Regions from separate parts of the Ovis aries genome. Here region 2 is linked to region 1. The links are chromatin contacts, called in public Hi-C maps. All regions are on one chromosome and are shown on one strand. Each heading gives the region's core, a stretch centred on a gene start, on an enhancer-like site or on the middle of the called end of the contact. The rest is flanking DNA. Distances are from core to core; before and after follow the strand shown.

The links. Hi-C and Micro-C count contacts between places; a contact is called where the count stands out from the background.
Region 2: a Hi-C map of blood shows a contact between it and region 1, with 5 times the contacts expected there. The contact joins two enhancer-like sites. A contact is called at or near these places in 7 of 16 Hi-C or Micro-C datasets (blood, liver, omental adipose tissue and 1 more).

What each region holds. Positions count from the first base shown.
Region 1 is chr2:239,200,344-239,205,064 of ARS-UI_Ramb_v3.0, reverse strand. RPA2 (replication protein A2) reads right to left here. Exons shown (of 9, transcript XM_012150913.4): 8 at 4,552-4,646; 9 at 1,536-2,424. The coding sequence ends at 2,340. It overlaps THEMIS2 (thymocyte selection associated family member 2), which reads left to right. Exons shown (of 5, transcript XM_027965429.3): 5 at 1-523. Among named protein-coding and RNA genes, the nearest start is that of THEMIS2, 17 kb to the left of the region's middle. Within about 2 kb of position 1,319, at least 4 of the 54 cell types and tissues checked have an H3K27ac peak or open chromatin away from gene starts, as enhancers often do.
Region 2 is chr2:239,256,811-239,261,289 of ARS-UI_Ramb_v3.0, reverse strand. No RefSeq gene overlaps it. Among named protein-coding and RNA genes, the nearest start is that of PPP1R8, 21 kb to the left of the region's middle. Within about 2 kb of position 1,714, at least 19 of the 54 cell types and tissues checked have an H3K27ac peak or open chromatin away from gene starts, as enhancers often do.

The sequences.
Region 1 (4,721 bases), core at 70-2,569:
ATGTCTTACCAGAGCAACGGGGGCAGGCAGGGAACAGACCAAAGGCAGACACCACCCTCAGGGTGCTTGCGTCTTCCCTCCATGATAAACGACGGGGCAGGGGGAGGGTATTATAATGAGGTTAGAGTCCCCCCACCCCCCAGCTGATCTCCAAAGTGAGCGCACATGATGACTGACTGGGAAACAAGAGAATTACAGCTGACCCTGGAACAAGGGGGTTAGTGTGCTCACCACCCCCAGTCAAAAAATCCTCAGATAACTTTACAGCTGGCCCTCTGTACATGCAGATTCAACCAACTGTGGATTGTGTAGTATGTACTTACTGAAAAAAATCTGAGTATAAGTGGATCCACACAGTTCAAACTGTGATGTTCTGTATTAGTAACCCTTCATATTTATTTTTAATATCCTTTTTCATTTTAAATTTTTGAATGTTTTATAATATACATAACAAACTAACATAGTAACAGATATAAATAACTGTTAAATAAAGGAATGTAACTTGGAGGTGCATGCTCAAAAATGTATCAAGAGTTTTTAATTTCTCAACATTTCCCACCTGTACACCTAGAAAGACCTTCCTGAGAGGAGGCTGGACTCCTGGCTTGGCCGTGACATTGGGTATTTCTGAGAGCTTGGTCACAGTGCTGTTCTGCTGTCTCAACAGTGTGCCAAGAGAACACTGCATACCCGACAGCCCAGGTGACCACAAACATCCAAAAGTGTACGTTTCCCCGGCCTGAGCAGGCAGAAGCTCCTCAGAGGCTGGGGTTTCATTCTGCTGAGGAGTGGCCTCCTCTGCTCAGTCCCAAGGGCCTCTGCAGTGCTCGGGAACCACAGAACTCCTGTAAGATCACGTCAATGCCAAGATGGCAGGGAACTCTATCACTGGGCAGCTACTCTGTTGTTGGGAATGTGGAGTCGGCAACTCCTGGGACACCAGTCTCTTGCTTTATACCCCTGAAGTTGGCAAATGGGCCGACACAGTAGGTATTGAATAAACACTCGCTGGGTTAATGGGCAAGCAGTTTTTGATTGCTAAGTCAAATTCAAAATCAAAAGAAGAAAAAAAAACCTGAACCGCTGCTCTTGTCCCCTTGCCCATTTGAGGACGTCAGCATGGTAACTAGAAAGAGAAGTCTACCACCCATGAAAGTATTCTATCATGCATTCCATATTCAAATGAATACATTTTTTTAAACCTGTTTTTAGCCACTGTTCTTTTAGGAAACAAGAATGGACACACTTGCAAATAAGCACACTGGCTGACTGGCTTGTAAGCATCTGCACAGCTCCCCAGGTGGGAAGTATCCTGCGAGGACAGAGAGCAACCACATTGTTGTTCGCTGTCAGAAACCACAGCGGGGTGGGGCCTTCTCCACACAGCTGCTGGTAGGTCTCATTTAGAAACACACTTAAAGCAGCTACAGAACTTCTATTTGCATGTTACACCTCATTAACTTATCTAAGAATTAAGTTGAGATGATAAAGTATTAATTATTGCAGCATAAAGAAATAACATTTTTACAAGTTACTTCAATAATAGAACTATTTTATTAAACATATGAACGTACTTATTTTGTACAACACCCATTTCTTTCTTTCCTCTGCCCCAGGAAGCCAGCACTCTAGAACCCCATGTTTATAAAAACACACTTTTGGCAGCTATTATGGCAAGGTAAAAAAAGTGTGATTCTGAAAGTAACACCACATAACCAACGTGGGGAACAAAAAAAGGCAGAGGTGAGTGGGCCCAGTGCTGCTCATCTTCTCTTAAGAGGAAACAATTTAAGAATAGAAACTCTTGAGCATTATTTAAGCAGTACTGCCCAACTCTCTTGGTAGCATCTCTCTTTCAATTCCATTTATCTTGATGTTGTAACTAACTAATCTGTTACTTCTTTAAGAAATTCTGCTCCTTTTATATCTTTTTCAGTGGCCCATATCCCTTTGAGCTTCAAAAACACAGAAGTCGCTCAGTCGTGTCCGACTCTTTGCAACCCCATGGATTGTGGCCCACCAGGCTCCTCGGTCCATGGTATTTTCCAGGCATGAATACTGGAGTGGGTTACCGTTTCCTTCTCCAGGGGATCTTCCTGACCCAGGGATCAAACCTGGGTCTCCCACATTGTAGGCAGATGCTTTACCATCTGAGGCACCAGGGAAGTCCATCAAAAACACAGAAGAGTAGTAAGTTTCAAAAGGATGTCAGTTGAGATCTTTTATAGATGAAATCTACTTCCTAGAAGTCAACTCGCCAATTATATGCACAGCTGGAGACAAGAGGCTGCAAAAAAAGGTCCAACTGGAAAATATCTTGGGTACCCAATTATATCCAGTTATTCTGCGTCTGTGGATTTAAAATGATCATCATCCACGGTGGAATAGATGTGTCCCTCGTTGCTTAGAAAATCCACAGCTAGCCTAGAAAGAAAAAACACACCCAAATGCAGAAGACAGGAAGCTGCCTTTTAGATACGGCTGAAAATGTAAACTTCCCTCATTTCCCAACTTTCTATCTTCTTGTTGTTTTAGTCACTAGGTCGTGTCTGACTCTTTTGTGACCCTATGGACTGTAGCCCACCAGGCTCCTCTGTTCATGGGATTTCCCAGGCAAGAATACCGGAGTGGGTTGCCATGCCCTTCTCCAGGGGACGTTCCTGATCCAGGGATCAAACGTATGTCTCCTGCTTTGGCAGGCGGATTCTTTACCACTGAGTCACCAATTCATAGCCATTTTGCTCATAGAAGGCTCTTGCAGGGAGAAACATCAGTTAAATTGCAAACTGAGTTAATCCATGGAGACAATGGTTTTAGGGCTGCCCTGGATCCCTCTCCCAGATTGTATAAAGCAAAGAAAGTAGGACCTCACTTAAATACCAGTCTAAACAAGCATCTGAAACTAGGATCTAAAGCTGTCATTTAGCTTGCACTTAATGTTTCCTAGTAGAAATAGCTATTAAAAAAAAAAAGCTCCTCATCCATCCATGGGCCCTCCAATTTCCCTCTGGGAAATAAAGTTGCAGGAAGGAAAGAAAAGGTCTTCCAGAAATGGTTTTAAGGCCTTCAGGAAGAAATATCAATAACCTCAAATATGCAGATGATACCCTATGGCAGAAAGTGAAGAGGAACTAAAAAGCCTCTTGATAAAAGTGAAAGAGGAGAGTGAAAAAGTTGGCTTAAAGCTCAACATTCAGAAAACTAATAAGATCATAGCATCTGGTCCCATCACTTCATGGGAAACAGATGGGGAAACAGTAGAAACAGTGTCAGACTTTATTTTTTGGGGCTCCCAAATCACTGGAGATGGTGATTGCAGCCATGAAATTAAAAACGCTTACTCCTTGGAAGGAAAGTTATGACCAACCTAGATAGCATATTAAAAAGCAGAGACATTACTTTGCCAACAAAGGTCCATCTAGTCAAGGCTATGGTTTTTCCAGTGATCACGTATGGATGTGAGAGTTGGACTGTGAAGAAAGCTGAGCGCCGAAGAATTGATGCTTTTGAACTGTGGTGTTAGAGAACTCTTGAGAATCCCTTGGACTGCAAGGAGATCCAACCAGTCCATCCTAAAGATCAGTCCTGGGTATTCATTGGAAGAACTGATGCTGAAGCTGAAACTCCAATACTTTGGTCACCTGATATGAAGAGTTGACTCACTGGAAAAGACCCTAATGCTGGGAAAGATTGAGGGCAGGAGAAGGGGACGACAGAGGATGAGATGGCTGGATGGAATTCAACGGGCATGAGTTTGAGTGAACTCAGGGAGCTGATGATGGACAGGGACGGCTGGCGTGCTGTGATTCATGGGGTTGCAAAGAGTCGGACACGACTTAGCGACTGAACTGGGTCAGTGTCAGTGTCATATTTAATAATAGTAACAACTTAGAAAGCACCTACTATTGTGACCACCATTCTGCACCTCATCATAACAGTAACTTTTAAGACAGGAATTATTATCCTCATCTTATAGGACAGGAAATAGAATGAGACATGAGCATTTTTCTCTATTGAGATCTATAATTTCAACTGATTTATCACAAACACAATACTCTGTTTGTTTGAACACAATACGAGTTCATTAGAATCAGGAAGCTGCTCATCTAACAGGTTATCAGGACAATGATGCTAGAAGGACTGTCTAACCGCTTTAGGTCCAGATAGTGTGAGGCACACTCTCCACATCTGGGACAGTAACACCAATGAGAGTGTACACTTGAGGACCAGGAGTCAGGATCTCATTCCTCTAGACTAAATTCCACAAGAGGTATCATGTCAATTTTTGCTCAAAATTACATACTTCACACTTAACTGGACTTACTATTTGTTGAATGAAAAAATGAATGAGGGAAAAAAAAAAATGAATGAGGGAAGTGACAAGCAGCACCATCTTTATGAGTCCTTTTTCTATTTTTCCATGACTAAACAACTTTCCTTTTAACAGTCAACAGTTGTCCTTTTTTTAACTCACTTCTCATTAAAGGAAACCTTGGTGAGGTGAAATGGGTACAATTCCAGAACCCTAGCTCACAGAAACCAAATACTCACTTGATTGAGGCTACAGACATGTGCTGGAGTTGGTTCTTGAGATCCTGAAAGTTTAATCCTTCAGGTCTTGGGCAAGCCTTGATCAAATTCAGCACCTGAAGATTCAAATCAGAAAGATTTCAGTAACTACTATGAATCAGCTCCCCTATCAAGCAAGAATCTCTTTATAA
Region 2 (4,479 bases), core at 465-2,964, 56 kb before region 1:
GTAATAAAATCCTTCTGGTAAGAGATTATGCCATGTGTTATTTGGTTTCGGAATTTGAGTTGCAGAGTAAAACTTCAATTTGTGTCTCAAAGAAGGCTCACTAGGGAATATCCAAGCCTGCAAAGCTCGCTCTTTTCAAAGGTCCGTTTGACTTTGGTGGAAGCTGGAATGGCTGAATTTGGTGCTTACACAGCAAATAGAGGCATGGTATGGAAACCTGGCATCCCTGGCACCCAGATTTCTGATTTATTCCAACCCTGTTTTAGTGCCCCTCTAAGGGGAATACTGCAGAAAGGGGCTTAGCTGACTCTTGCCCCTAACACAGCTGTAGCCAATGACTGGGGAGGTAAACCCCTCCTGTTCACCAGGATTGGCAGATGGTCTCCATTGCTCCAGTGAGCGTAGCGCTGGGGAGGGATGCAGAGATGAGAAGCGACTGTTGGTTCCCCAGTGTCCTATGCCCCTAATGGGCCCTCTGCTGAGAAGGGAGGAGATGACTCCTGTTTACCTCCCCAGGATGGGAGAGGGTGGTGAACCCCATGGAGAAGGACCTTTTGGCAGAAAACAACAGGTTGATCACAGCTCAAGAGCAACTGTTTGGTAACTGCTTGCCTAAAATATGCTTGTCGTTATCAACTCAGAATTTTTAGAGTCAGAAGGGTTTGTGAGATCCTGGCTGGATCCCTCATTTTGCTTGTGAGCGAACGATGGCAGTGGGGACTTCAGCTAACATGGATTGAACACGTGTGAGTTGGGCGTACGGAAGGGCACTACCCCTGCCCGCTAGAGGCCTGCCTTCTAGAGGGAAACAGGCACACTTACGGTGCTGCTGCTCAGATGCTGAAGGCTTCAACTGAGGGATAGACGGGATGAGGACAGCAGAGATGAGCGAGACTGGGGTGTCAGGGAGGCCTCTAGGGAGATGACATTTGCGCTGAGCATTGATGATCAAGTCGGGATTTGCTGCATGGAGGAGTGTGAGCTGTAGTTCTCCAGGGAGAGGAACCAGTGAGAGACGCATGGAAGATGGATGAGGGGATGACTACTCGGCAGAAGGGAGGAATCAGAAGACAGAGGCCAGGTCCTATGCTGTGAGCTTTGCTGGGGAATTTGAAGGTATAAGGAAGCCAGTGAAGGACATATGTGTGAAGACATAAATATGGGGAAAATCTAGAGACATACACATCACACAGACACGTACCCTCCCCACCCAGGGTGGGGAGGTTTCAGGCAGGGCAGTGATTGATGGGATTCTGGTGTCAGAAAATAACAGATGAATGAGGCAGTTCCTGCCCTCGGGTGAGTCTCAAAGCAGGGGAGACAGGTGTTTCGGTTCTCTCCACACGGTTTAGCCAATCTAGAGGTTAAGTCCAAATGTTGAGAGAATGGGGGAAAGTTCCCCAGGAGTTCTCTCTGTGAGAGTGAAGGGGCGCTAAGAGGTGAGTGTCGTGGAAAGCCCCGGACCTCTGACATTTCCAGATGGAGGTGGGGGCACTCCAGGCAGGGGCAGCTGCAGGAATAAAGGGGGTCAGGGTGTATTAAAGCCCCTGCCCCGTGATTGTGGAGGTGGTAAGAAGGCCTGAGTGCTCACCTACCGAATTTGCATGGTATCTGCTGCCATGGAATGAGATTGCTGGAAGAACTGGATGTGCATGTAGTCTACCTCTGGACGGGGGCAGAGGAGCAGTTCCAGAGTCAGCCAGCAGGCGGGGCCCTGCTCCCATTCTCGGAGCTGCTGTAGGAACTGGTGTGAAGATGTAGGATGGTCCCCCGGGGCGGGAGATGAGAGGGGAGAAGGAAAACAAATCTGGCTCCTTGTCAGGCACCCCGATGGTACTTTTATGTGTTTTATAACCCCTAAATTCTCCCAGAAGACCCAAGAGGAGGTTGGTGGTGTTCTCCCCTTTATAGCTGGGAACTTGAGGCTCACAGAGAGTGCTCAGCTTGACAAGTGAATTTCTCAGCAATTCAAACCTGGCCCTGATGCTTAGGGCTGTGAACAGCACAAGGTAGCTTCTGACTCAGGTTGCGGGCCCTGCCTGTGCCTGGGGTCTGTGGGAGACGGTTGAATTTTGATCCCTTTCTGGTTTTTCTCTTTCTCAGTTTCCTACCCTTCTGTCTCCATCTCTGGTCCCTTTTGGGGTCTGTGGAGCTTCAAGTGCAGTCTCTACACCTGGGCCAGGCAGGGTGTCTAAAGGGGCCCCTGCAGACACTATTACTACACTCGTGACCTGGGGGCAAGGTTACTGACAGGAAGTGCAGCTGAGATGTGGAGGGAGGCTTTCCACAGAGAGCCTCTGCTGAAGTCTCCCAGCCAGCCGGCCTGCCTCAGCCCTGCAGCCCGCCCCTCTCCTCATTACCATGGTCTTCCTCCACAGCCAGGCCACCACCTGCACCTGGAGCCTGTCTTCCCTCCCCTCCGGTTATGCCCTCTCCAGCTGACACCGGCAAGACGGTTTCTCCTCCAGACTTTCCCCAGCAGCGTTCAAATGCACCGTCACTGCTTTCAAAGAGAAACAAAGCGAAAAACCTTCTTGATTCCACTTTCTCACCAGCGACTTCCTGTTTCTCTGCTCCACTTTTCAGTACAACTTCTGGAAAGAATTGTCTCGTCTTGTGTCTTCACCCTCCCACTCGCACGCAAATCCACTTCAGTCAGGCTTTTGTCCTAACATTCTTATCAAAACCATGCCTGCTGATGACTCCAGTCCTGGTGTTCACTGCTCTGCTCAGAGCATTCCCGAGGCCCCTTATTTCCTGCAGTGTTAAGAGCCACTGTGTACATTGCTCTGCAGCCCCTCCCATTGCCTCTCTGTCCCGCTGCCTCTCTCCCCCTTGCTCCCTTGGCCACAGCCACCCCAGGGACTGGCTGGCCCTTAAAGGCACACTCCCATCCTGCCCTTGTGGCTGGAACGCTTCCCCCAGATGGCTCCCTCCCTCATTGCCTTCAAGTTGAACAAGAGGACAGCAGGCCCTGGCCTCCAGTGGCTGGCCTGGCTCCCACAGCTGGGCCTTGATATTTTCCTCCTGCACATAAAGTTTCACAGAACATCAGTGTCCAGACAAGACCGCTCTGTGACCATGATGAGTCAAGACAATCATGTCTGAACATAGAAAAAATGTGAACGTTATCCAAACTACAAAAAGGAATAATTACCTTAAATGTCAATGGACTGAATGCTCCAGTCAAAGAACAGAGTGGCAGACAGGATGAAAAAACAAGAGCCTAGGAATATGCTACCTACAGGAGACCCACCTTAGGGCAAAGGACCCACACAGATCAAAACTGAGGGGATGGAAAAGGATATTTCATGCAAACAAATGAAAGCTGAAGTTGCAATACTCAAGTCAGAGAAAACAGACTTTGAAGCAAAGGCTGTTAAGGAAAGATAAGGACGGACGGTGTATAATGGTAAAAGGATCAATACGAGAAAAGGATTTTATACTCATCAACATGCAGGCACCTAATACGGAAGCACCCAAATATCTAAAACAAATACTAAGACATAAAGGTTGAAACTGATGGGAAAACAGTGAGAGTAGGATACTTCACACCTCACATCAATGGACAGACCTTCTGGACAGAAAGTCAATAAGGTGACAGAGATCCTAAATGAGACAATAGAACGGTTAGACTTAATTGATATTTTCAGAACATTGCACCCAAACCGCTAAAAGGACCAGCCATCCCTATAGTGGGTTGACTCGTGACCCCAAAAGGTACGTCCACTTGGAACTCAGAATGTGACCTTATTTGGAATAAGAGCTTTTGCAGATGTAATTATAGTAAGCATCTTGATATGCAATCATCTTAGATAAGAGTGGGCCCTAGGTCCAGTGATAAATGTCCTTGTAAGAGACAGGGAAAGACATCAAGACACAGAGGAAACTTGTGAAGAGCATCTGGAAGCCCAGGAACACGAGGGGCTGCCATCAGCCACCAGAAGTAAGGAGTGAGGCATGAAACAGAGCCTCCAGAAGAACCAACCCTGCCAACATCTTGACAGCAAACTTCTGGCCTCTGGAACCGTGAGAGTTAATTTCTGTTAAGCCACCAAGTTTGTGGTAATCTGTTACGGCCATCCCCCTACAGTTCATAAGGAAAACTTGTGTCATGCTAATAACAGCGGTAGCCTGGGTCTGGTCTTCCGTCCTCATTAAGGTTCATTAAGATCCCCAGTCATAGAATTGCCCCTGCAGCCCTTGACAGCATCCAATCCATAGGAAAATCCTGGTTCCTGGAGCCCTCCTAAATCATCTAACCCAAGTCCAAATCCTAGAGTAAGGCCTTTCTAAGGCTCTCTGAGTGGCCCCACGGTCCCCATGCTCCCCATGGAGGGCGCTGTCCCTCACTATGAGTCAGAAACCCAAGGTGATAATTTTCCTGTCTTCCTGGTGGTCTTTGGCTGGAGGTTGCTGACAAAGTCTTCACCCAAAGGTTACCATCTCCAGTGAGGACTGCAGTCGCCCCACCCCCCT